3 separate regions of the Gossypium hirsutum genome follow, and all the other regions are linked to region 1. Evidence: chromatin contacts called from public Hi-C data. All regions are on one chromosome and are shown on one strand. The core of a region is the stretch at or near the end of the contact, and the rest is flanking DNA. Distances in the headings are between cores, read along the strand shown. Region 1 holds the start of LOC107916522 (nuclear transport factor 2B). Region 2 holds the start of LOC107916558. Region 3 holds the start of LOC107938547 (histidine kinase 3).

Region 1 (3,761 bases), core at 759-3,258:
TAGTATAAAGGTTAAAATATGTCATAAGTCTATGTACACTTCATAGATTTGTAATTTAGTCTTTGTACTTTTATTTTCAAGAATTTAGTCCCTTTACTTTTCAAATTTAAAAATTAAGTGCAATTGTTGACATCGTTAATTTTTTTTGTCAATTTTGTTGATGTCACATTTTTAAATAAAAAATACTTATTGATGTCACATTTTTAAATAAAAAATACTTACTTAGTAGTCATGTAATTAAAAAATGACGTTGTAATGAATGTAAATTTAACATAATATTTTTAATATATGCAAAAATAATGTAAAATATAACATTATATATAAAAGTAAATTCAATTAAACAATGAAAAAATAAGAAAATCTCAAATGTATGTTTGTTTAATTGAAAATAACTTTTATGAAATATTTTTAAGAAATATACCAAATAACAAAAAAATATTTTACACAGATTCTTTCGAACACCAGAAAATATTAACTTTTCTAAAAAAGTAAATTATTTTTTAAAAATTATTTTCCTAAAATCATTTTCAGTGAAACAAATAAAACCTTAAATATAAAATTAATTTGAGTTACTCTCATAATAAATATGATGTCTCACATTTAAATTTAACAGCCGAAAGTGCAGAGTGTAACATTTACCCCACAAAAACGATTTGGCATCATTATAAGTTTACCACGATTTTGCACTGCAATTGATTTAGAGATTTAAAGCTTTTGTACAAGCTTAAAAAAAAACTCTCTTATATTTTTTTATCTTTATCTTTAACTTTTTATTTTTCAAGTTTTAATTTATACAGTTATGGGGCAAAAGTTGTCTGGTTTTGCGTTTCTTTTTTACTTTTTTTAACCTTTTTTCATTTTAAGGTTTTTTTTTAATTTTAAATTATGTCAGGATAGATTTAATGTATCACATTTAATAATAAAATTAATGATTTTAATAATTGAATGATACAATTCATATAATCTCAAAAATTTGATGATGTAATTTAAAGTTTTGAGACAAATTTAATGTGAGAATTAAGTTTGGGAAAATATGGTGCAATTTACTCTACTTGATTTATACATGGAAGAGTATTTTCCTAACTTTCATTATCGACATAGTGATTGGTTGACTTGTGGCATTAACTCACTTAGGGTTTAAACAATAATATCTATTATTATATTTAAGTGTTTTACTGAACTAGTTTCAATTTCAATTGAATCATCAATTTAATAATAAATTTACTAAAAATTCATAATTTTTAATGAGCAATAAATATAATTTGAAAGGTAATTTTGTTTCTCTTATTATATTTAAAAGTTTCTTTAAGCTTGTTTTCTTTTGAATTTTTTTGAAACAATTGAGTGTTTCTTTTAAAATTGTTAAAGCTGTAAAACATTTCGTTTTATATTTTTTTTAGTTCTTTAAAAATATGTTCAAGTCGAAAGATAGTTTAGTTTTCATTCCCTAAAATTGTTAAAAAATAAAAATCATTCTTTTAACTTTTCTTTTTTCTTTATTAGGTCTTTATGAGAGAGTTATGTCACCCTCAATTAAGTTATCAACTTAGTAATAAATTTACTAAAAATATATATATAATTTTTAATAGATAATAGCTATTATTTTGAGAGTAATTTTATTTTTCGTATGAACTTTATAAAAATACTTATGCATAATAAGATCACAAAGGCAATATATTATGATATTTAATCTTTTAATTTTACCATTTCAATTATAGTAATTTTTATTAATATATTATTTTTTATAATTATTACATACATTTTTTACTCTGTGACAAAATCTAGTATATACTTCAAAAATTTTAGAGATAAAAACATATATTTTTCTAACTCCAAAAATAATACTTCTTTCAATAAAAAAATAATTTCAAATTTTCCTTCAAATAAAATTAGGTAAAAGAAAAACGGTTGGGCTGCGTTAGGTTGACGCAAAGAATGATCCGCTAATTGATAGACAGTAAAGCGGGTGTATAAACGATCCAAAAGAAAGAAGGAACACGCTGGCAGCCCCTTTTCCTTTAGATTTTTATGATTCAAATTCAGCCGCTAGATGAATCCTCCTATAAATACACAATTTTGGATGGGCTCGGCTGGTCTCTCCTATTAATTCCTGTGTCAGTGCCCTTCTCTGTTGACGGCTCAAACTCTGATAAACAAAACGAAAAATCGATGGATCCAGACGCTGTAGCCAAGGCTTTTGTCGATCACTACTACTCCACATTCGATGCGAACCGGGCCGGTTTAGCCAATCTCTACCAGGAACGTTCCATGTTGACCTTTGAAGGTCAAAAGATCCAAGGCTCTCAGAGCATTGTCGCTAAGCTAACCAGCCTTCCTTTCCAGCAGTGCAAGCACAATATTACCACCGTCGATTGCCAGCCATCTGGCGCTGGCGGCGTCCTCGTATTCGTCTCTGGAACACTACAACTTGCCGGCGAACAACATGCTCTCAAGTTTAGCCAGGTAGCTCTCTTTGCATCTTTTGTTTTATTTTGTTTTTTAGGGTTTTTTATATGTACTTGAGCGATCGATCTAAGGCTAATCTGTGTGACACTGTTGATCTCATCGGTGTTATCGATGGTATTAATTTCGCGATTCGATTTGTTAGTGATGGATCTTTTAAGTGAGTTTTTGATCTGTTGTAACTCCCTCTTGAATTTTTTTATTTATTCTTCAGGATTCTAAGAATTGAATTGGCTGTTTAATGCATATAAAACTCTCTGCTGTTTACATTATATTTCAGTGATCGCTTGTTTTCCATTCCTTTTGATAACTGAATTAATAAGGGAAACATGTATGATATACTCGATATAATTAACAGTGTCGATTTCATTAAACTGTGTCATGAATTTTCAAAGATATAGATATTTTGGATCCACCATCTTGCCGATGGAACACCTGCTATTTCTTATTTTGTTTTGCCCTATGTGGCTCTGCATATGGAGTTGACTTATATGATCGTCTGTGATGATTTTTTGAGATTACAAACATCACCGTTACCCCATATTCTTATTTATTTATCTGGATAAAATAAGGATCTAATTAAATTTTTAAAATAAGTGTTGTAAGATTGTCTATGATTCCTGTCTGTATGTTTACGTGTTATAAATAATTGTAGCAATCAAGAGTTCTTTTGTTCCTGAAGTTTTTTTATCATAGGCAAGCCTTCGGTTGTTTATTTTAATCTTTTATGCTTGCCTATTACATTTTTCGCATAAGAAATAGATGGTGGGTGCTCACATTGCGTACTGTGAAAGATTATCAAACATCTTCTCAATGTTGTTTCTTGGCAACTCTATCGTGAGCATGATATAAAAGAAAAACCAGTGATATCTCTCCTCAACTGTAGACATTGATGATTTTGCTTGTGACTTATATGCCTTGCTTTCTCGTAGAGCAAACTTATATAGTTTGATACGTATTTATGGCTCAACGTTCTGTTTAATTTTGTGCAATAAGGGCCTCTTTTTATCTAATGGCTAAACTCTGAAAAAAGTACTTTTTTAAGAAGGCCCTTAATACTTGTATTTATACCTCATGCAAGTTATTACCCTTGATTTTTGCCTATATTCAAATGAGAGATTGATTTTTACCTAAAACCTGGAAAGTTAAAGGCTAATTTAGGTGTAACAAACGTATAGGAGCTTATTTGCAACGAACTGCTTGTGATATTTTGACATCAAGCTTTATTAACTGAGTGATTTTGGGTTTGCTTTTGGTCTCAGATGTTTCATTTGATGCCAACACCACAAGGAAGCTTT
Region 2 (3,761 bases), core at 843-3,342, 400 kb after region 1:
TAAAATCTCTTAATCTGACTAGAAGTTCTTAGTTAATACCTAAAACAGTTAAATTTCAAACAAAACTTACCTGAAGTTCATTGGAATACGCCCAATATGAAACAAGGGAGGTGGCGCGGTATAACCTGGCCTGAATTGCTGTAATGCAGAAGATGTATGATCACATAAATTTAGGTAAGAAACTATATATCAATGAAGAATTCGAGCTCCATACTACTATAAGAAATTGGAGTTAGAAGGGGAAAAAAAATGCTTTAACAAGAACCTTGGGTCGTGAATGTAAAATTATGGTACCTGATGGCATATTTCACAGGTGGTGTTGCCCTTCTCATTGCACCATCTCTGTACACATCTGCGATGCGCATACTGTAATAAAAATAAAACGGGTTAGTAGAAAAATCAAGCTTCAACTAATCAAACTAGCTAAACCCTTCAGAAGGAAATGCATATTCACAGGTTCCCCTAGACTGGATTCTTTAAAAAGATTTACTGAAAATGAATGAGTATTGAAGGATATAGGAGCCCGATTGAAACTGATGATGTATTCAAACTTCTAAGGAGCAAAAACTACACAAAGTTCATCACATCATTTACCTAAAATTGGAAACAAAATGTTGTCAAAGTTGCAAGGCGCACTCTAGGCACTAGAACCCTTATATTGCATGAGGTGCAACTTGAAACACAAAAGTGCTCATATGAGTGAGTAAGGCGATATATGTATATGTGTAAGGCTAAGATATATAATTATAATAAGAAACTCTAAAAGAGTGATCTAATTTATCTATAAAACATGCAAAAGTTTCACTTATGTTATCAAGTGCGGCGCCATGAGAACACTGCAAATCATTATAGTGAAAAATTTGTGTGGTTATCTTAATATACATAACATTACAGATATATTCAAATTCTGAAAAAAGTATAGTCAAGTAAGCACCAAACTAACCTTCAAGCTGCCACAACAAGCACAAGGGGTCTCCATATTCGAGTCTACATCCTCATCTTGGCATATCCTACATTCAACAATTCCCCCCAGGGAGGATAAATTCAACTTTGGAGAAGAGTTGAATACCTTAGTGTCATCAACCACTGGTGCAGTGGCCTGAAAAGACCGGTTCCGGCTTTCAATTGCAGCTTCCAATGTGGATTCAGTTATCAACCGGTCCACTAGTAATACAAAATGATCCCCCATAATCAGATACAAAAATGAAAACTCAACAATCAGCTTTAAACAAGCCAAAGACAAGGCAGGAACAGTTTTGATCAAGTTCTCTTGTTTAATTTCCTGCTGTGAACAACAACTACAAATGATTAGAAACAATAAAAAAACTTTCAAAATTTAGGTGTTAGTATATAAGATTTAAGTTCATATAAAGCCCCTCTCAACTGCGGAACTGAAACCAGGAGAATTGGGGACACCCTAACAAGTGCATGTAATAAAGTATGGACAAAAGCACCTCATAGAAAGTTAAGAAGAAATTTTCTCAGAAACGAACAGCATCAAAAGCTCGACATATTGGAGCAAATACAGATATAAAGTTAAAAAGTTAAAAAAATTTTGAAAAGGTTAAGCAGAGGAGGAAAAGGGAGAGACGAAAAGAAAAAGAGGGGCTTTTTGACAGGCACTTAATACAAATGCCTTCAGAAAAAGAAAACCCACAAAAGCAAACAAATTGGCATGAAGCCATTGAAGAAAATACATCCAAAAACATTCTAAAGAAAACAGAATGAAGAAAGGGAAGTACCCAAAGAAGCCAAAAAGACAAAAAGAAAGGAAAAGAGGAATGGGAGGGAAAAAGGTAGCAATAACAAAGGGGGCAAAAAAGAGAGAGTGCTTTACGATTACAAGAGCATTAAAGCATAAAAGAAAAGAGGAAACTTACAAGAAAGGGATCGTTTTTCTTCAAGCAAAGGGAGCTTCTTTTTTGGTTTCTGTGAAAAATAAGGTATGGGGTTTTGAGGTAAATAAGCATGCATTGGAATGAGGTGTTTCAGTCATTATATATGGGATTTCATTTCTGTTATGATTTTGGTGAGGGGGGAGGAAGATTCTTGAGCCACCACCCCGCATTTCCCGTTTTAATATTTTAAAAACGAGTACAGGTTTTTGCACTCTTTCTTAATTATATTGGGTCAATATTGGCGGACTAAGATGTAGACTTGTTCAAGTTGAGCCAGGCCCATTTAACATTCTCTTTCTAAATTGAATCCCAAATAAGGCAAATTCTTTTCCATTTCTTTATGGGAAAACACTATTAATTCCACTCCATTCTTAATTCAACTATGGTCCAACCACCTAATTAATCAAACTAGAAATGGAAATTTAAAACATAAATATTTGTTTAAAAGTAAGATATATACGACTGATGTAGATAACAAATTGTATATATTAAAATAAATGTATAAAATACATCAAAATGAATGACTAAAATACTCTCGAATAATAAAAAGATTTTAATTACAAAAAAGATGTTTTTTCATAATTTTTTTAACCCAATTGAGAGCAGTCAATGGTTTTAATAAATACTATAAAATAATATGAAAAATGTAAAATAGGGAAAACCAAAGGAAAAATTCTTTTTAACTAAATTATAAACACATTTAAATAACAATGACATAAACATTAATGATAGATTACAAAATCAAATTAAATCTGTTGTGTTTTTGAGTATTTTGTTTAGGTTTGTGGAGACGTCAGATAGTTCTGATAAACAAAACTATTTTATTTGCTTTGCTCTGCTGCGGGCTAAGTAGTCGGCTAGGTTTTTTATTTGTCGGACTGTTTACCTAATTTAAACTACTGTTCATTATAAAATATTAAGACTTAAATGTTAAATTGAAAATTGCAATCATTTCAACTATTACTTCAAAGCTAGCAATTAATTAAACTTTTCAAATATTTTTCTTATAATAACATTTAACCTATTATTTCACGTTATGTTTAACATGAAAACTGTTGTATGTGTCGGTTTAATTGATTTTTAAATAAATTTATGAGCTCTTAATTTAATTTTTAATTATTTTACGATGGTTTAATTATTTTTTAAATACAAGTGTCAAACAAATATGTTGCGACAAACTCCAGTCGAGCTCTTTTTAAGTTTAGATTATTTCGAGTTCAGATCAATTCAGGTTTGAATATTCTTGAGTTAAAAGTTTGTGTTGTTTTAATTGATTTTTTAAAATATATTTTGAAGCTTTCTATAATATAATAATAGTTGTATACATAGTTATATACTATATTATTATATTGTGAAATAGTATATCATCTTTTGTTGTTAGCTATTAAAACTGACTTACCTAACCAAATCGAACCAGATCAAGCAAATCAAGTGTTAAATTCAAATTTTATTTCAATAATAGTTATGTATATGTTGTAACGACCTGATTTTAAACAGTATTGGAAAACATAATTTTAAAATAGATTTTGTAAATTAAACTAGTGAATTATTAACTGAAGAGTTGACGTATCTAGTATAAGATTATAATATTGAATTATCGAGCAATTAAATTGAGAAAGTTGTTAATTATGATACAGGGACTAAATTGCAAATGAGTCATCACAAGTGAGAAAGAGAAAACACATTTTTACGGTTATTTTAAGAAATTCTTAATCAATTAGAAACCAACCAACTATATAAGAGAAACAAAAAATCTTCATTATTTATTACAACTCTACTCATTATATATGATGTTTCAAACACTTAATAAACATCCACAAATGATAAAATTCGGTTAACCTCTACTTGCATTTCATAAGCCAA
Region 3 (3,761 bases), core at 419-2,918, 310 kb before region 1:
TTTTGTACTTGTATTTTCAGAAATTTATTCTATCTACTTTTTAAATTTTAAAATTCAAGTCCAACTGTTAATACGGTTAATTTTTTTAGTTGAATTCAAGTTAATTACATTCTTTTTTAATAACATGGCTACTAAGTGAGTACTTTTTTATTTTAAAATGTCACAATAATAAATTTAACCTAAAAAAATTAACAGTATTAATAGCTGGATCTAAAATTTGAAATCTGAAAAGTAAAAAGACTAAATTTCTATAAATACAAGTATAATGACTAAATTCCTAATTTTTGAAAGGTACAAGGACTATTGGCACATTTTAACCAAAAAAATATAATTAGATAAATTAAAAGTTTATGATATACATATAAAATTAATACTTAATTCAAGATAACAATGGGTAAATTAGTCTTTATATATTTCATTCTTTCATTAAATTTAAATTTATGCTATTAAATGTTTATTTTAACATTTTATATATAAAACATAACAATAAATTTAACCATTAATTTTTACACATTCATTGATTTTTTCCCTACTCTTTTGTTTGAACTAAATTAACCATCTAGCAATTTACTATCAACTTTTATCATTTACATGACACTACTTTATCTATATTTTATTACAACAAAAAATTCTAAAATATCGTAGAGCATTAGTAAAAATTAGGTTAAAGACTTGTGTTGTTCATAAAATTGAAATTTAGTTTTTGTATTTTATTCTTAAGAGTTTGATCTTTTATTTTTTAGATTTTAAAATTTAAATTCAATTGTTAATTATATTAATTGTTTTGTTAAATTTATTAATGTGACATTTTGAAATAAAAATATTCACTTGATTGCAATGTAACTAAAAAATAACATTCTAATGAATCTAAATTTAACACAATAATTTTAATAATTTCAATAATTAGACTTAAATTTTAAAATTAAAAAGTATAGGGATTAAATTCTAAATTTATAAATATTAGAGATAATTATGGCATATTTTAAGCTAAAAATTATGATTCCAAAAATTATAAAAAAAAAGTGTCAAAAGATTATAAAAGAAGTTCTAAATTTAAAAATAAAACATAGATGTGATAATAAGATAAAATAGTACTAAAAATTAAGGGTTATTTTGCTTCAAATAAAAAGTATATGCTAAATTAAAAAATAGGGTATAAAAATTAATGACTAAATTTTGTTATTATAGAACAATTTTTTGATATTTTTAATCAGATAATTTTAATAGAAAAATAATATTTACCGTATGAAAGAACCCGAGTTGTATGTTTAGTATACCCTAAATTCAATAATCCAAAATAGGAATTATTGCTACCTTTAATTCAATGAAGCAAGTTCTTAAAAACTCTATCGTCTTCTTGATCTAATGTTTTTGACAACTTCGAAAAATTAGAGGGCTCCTAATCTCAAAAATGGGTACAAAAGTCGAATAAAAAAGAAAAAGAAATTATGTTAATTGGTATAGAAATTTGTTTTCATGCAGAGCAGCAAAGGGTACTTTTGTTATCATAAAGTACAGCCAACCCGAGAATAGAGAGTTAAAAGCGTGTAGAAGTTGTACACTTAGACAAAAAAAGCAAAAAGAAAATTTCTCATTTGTTATATTATTTTATATTTAAAGACAAAAATTAATAAAATATACTGGTAGTACCGGCACTACAGTGTTGCAGTAGTATAATATATAATTAGTGTTTGTAATTAGAAACTCAGAATCTTGTGGGGGGTTTTGATTCTTTTTTGTGGTTATTGTGAAAAAATTTCCTTTTATCTTCCTCAATTCTGGGTTTTCTATTTTGCCATCCTCAGTTAGAAAGCTATATTGCTGGATAAGATAGCATCTTTTTTTCTTTCTCTCACGGTCCAAGGCCTTACAGTCTGTCACATGGTAAATTTGGAGTTTGCTGGGAGAGGGTTCATCTTATCCCAAGGTTCTTTTCTGTTGATGCAGAATTTTACTACACAGTTTCTATAGATTTGACAGTGGGTCTCTGTCTTTAGCTGGAATTAAGAAGGAAGTAAGACCCACAATTGGTCACTGTTTCTTGGATGAGTTTGCTCCATGTATTTGGGTTTGGTTTAAAGGTGGGGCATCTGCTTTGGATGTTATGTTGCTGGGTAGCATCTATGATTTCCATGAACTGGTTCATTAATGGTGAATTTAAGGACGCTGACACAGTTCTCCTTGGTCATAGTGGTAGTAAGATGTGGTTGAAATTCTGGGACAAGTTCTCAAACTATAGCTTCAACATCCACCATCAATATTACCAGTATGTGGGTTCCAAGAGAATTAGCAAGACTTGGTGGAGAAAGCTCTTGTTTTCATGGATAATTGGTTGGATTTTGGCTTCTATTTCTATACTCTATTATATGAGCTTTCAAGCTACCGAAAAGAGGAAGGAGACATTGGCTAGCATGTGTGATGAGAGAGCTAGGATGCTGCAGGATCAGTTTAATGTAAGCATGAACCATATCCAGGCCATCTCCATTTTTATCTCAACTTTCCACCATGGCAAAACCCCCTCGGCTATTGATCAGGTAAGTTAATATCCTCATCTTGTAACTTTTAGTTAAGATAGATGATTATGCATTTCCTTTGCTTTATTGATCAGGATCGGTTTATCAAGTAATGATCTTGTCAACTTGATAGCCAAACCAGGTCTGAGTGTTTGTAGTTAGGAATTATGATCCTTCTTTTTTTGGATAACAAAGGGAACTCACTTTAATCACATCTAGAGGACTTTTGCGAGGTATACGGAACGAACTGCTTTTGAGAGACCTCTTACAAGTGGCGTGGCTTATGCTGTAAGGGTGCTCCACTCGGAAAGGGAACAATTTGAGAAGCAACAGGGCTGGACTATTAAGAGGATGGATACCCTTGAACAAAACCCAGTTCATAAGGATGACTACAATCCTGACCTCTTAGAGCCATCGCCAATTCAGGAAGAATATGCTCCTGTTATCTTTGCGCAGGATATCGTATCACATGTGGTTTCTCTTGATATGCTGTCAGGACAGGTTAGCTCTTTTACTATCTAAAAGCTTATTGAGAAACCCAAGATTCCTTGGATCACTTGTATTAAGCTTAACTCGACTGAAGATTTAATTGTACTACTTTCCAGTTAGGAGGAATAAAATATTTTCAATCTCTCAAGAATTTTGAATTCATTATTAATTACACACTTCAGTTATGAATACTGAATTTCTTGTGTACCGATAGGAGGATAGCAAGAATGTATTGTGTGCAAGAAAATCAGGAAAAGGGGTGCTAACAGCTCCATTTAGGCTACTCAAAACAAATCGTCTTGGAGTTATTTTGACATTTGCGGTCTACAAGAGGGATCTGCCCTTGACTGCAACTCCTACTGAGAGGATTCAAGCTACTGTCGGGTATGTTTTCAGTATGATCAAAAAGTAGGAATGTCCAACAAATGTCTCCTCCTTTTATAAAAATTAATGGGAAGATAAATTCCTTATGCTTCTCATCTCTGAAACCACATACATACATGAAAAAGGTAAAAGCTGCAATAGCTTACAGACATCAATGAAAATAATGCCTTGTTAAAAAGGGTGAACCAAGCTCTTTTCTTTTTAAACGAGATCCCTGATAGGATGCTCTAGTTAATGGCTCTGATAAGATGATCTCAATCAGGTATCTTGGTGGAGTGTTTGATATTGAGTCACTTGTGGAGAAGTTGCTACAACAGCTTGCAAGTAAACAAACAATCCTTGTGAATGTGCTGGATACAACTAATCAGTCGTACC

Evidence for each region. A called contact is a pair of places that touch in the nucleus more often than the background predicts.
Region 2: a contact with region 1 is called in a Hi-C map of leaf, with 4 times the contacts expected there. The contact joins the promoter of LOC107916558 here to the promoter of LOC107916522 in region 1. A contact is called at or near these places in 2 of 34 Hi-C or Micro-C datasets (both in leaf).
Region 3: a contact with region 1 is called in a Hi-C map of leaf, with 2.4 times the contacts expected there. The contact joins the promoter of LOC107938547 here to the promoter of LOC107916522 in region 1. A contact is called at or near these places in 10 of 34 Hi-C or Micro-C datasets (anther, callus, hypocotyl and 1 more).

Annotation. Positions count from the first base shown.
Region 1 is chrA01:93,729,780-93,733,540 of Gossypium_hirsutum_v2.1, reverse strand. It overlaps LOC107916522 (nuclear transport factor 2B), which reads left to right and starts at 2,008. Exons shown (of 3, transcript XM_016845777.2): 1 at 2,008-2,463; 2 at 3,726-3,761. The coding sequence starts at 2,029.
Region 2 is chrA01:93,327,529-93,331,289 of Gossypium_hirsutum_v2.1, reverse strand. LOC107916558 reads right to left here and starts at 2,092. Exons shown (of 8, transcript XM_016845831.2): 1 at 1,881-2,092; 2 at 944-1,282; 3 at 295-366; 4 at 71-138. The coding sequence starts at 1,970.
Region 3 is chrA01:94,042,549-94,046,309 of Gossypium_hirsutum_v2.1, reverse strand. It overlaps LOC107938547 (histidine kinase 3), which reads left to right and starts at 1,668. Exons shown (of 11, transcript XM_016871742.2): 1 at 1,668-2,534; 2 at 2,733-3,014; 3 at 3,217-3,386; 4 at 3,649-3,761. The coding sequence starts at 2,046.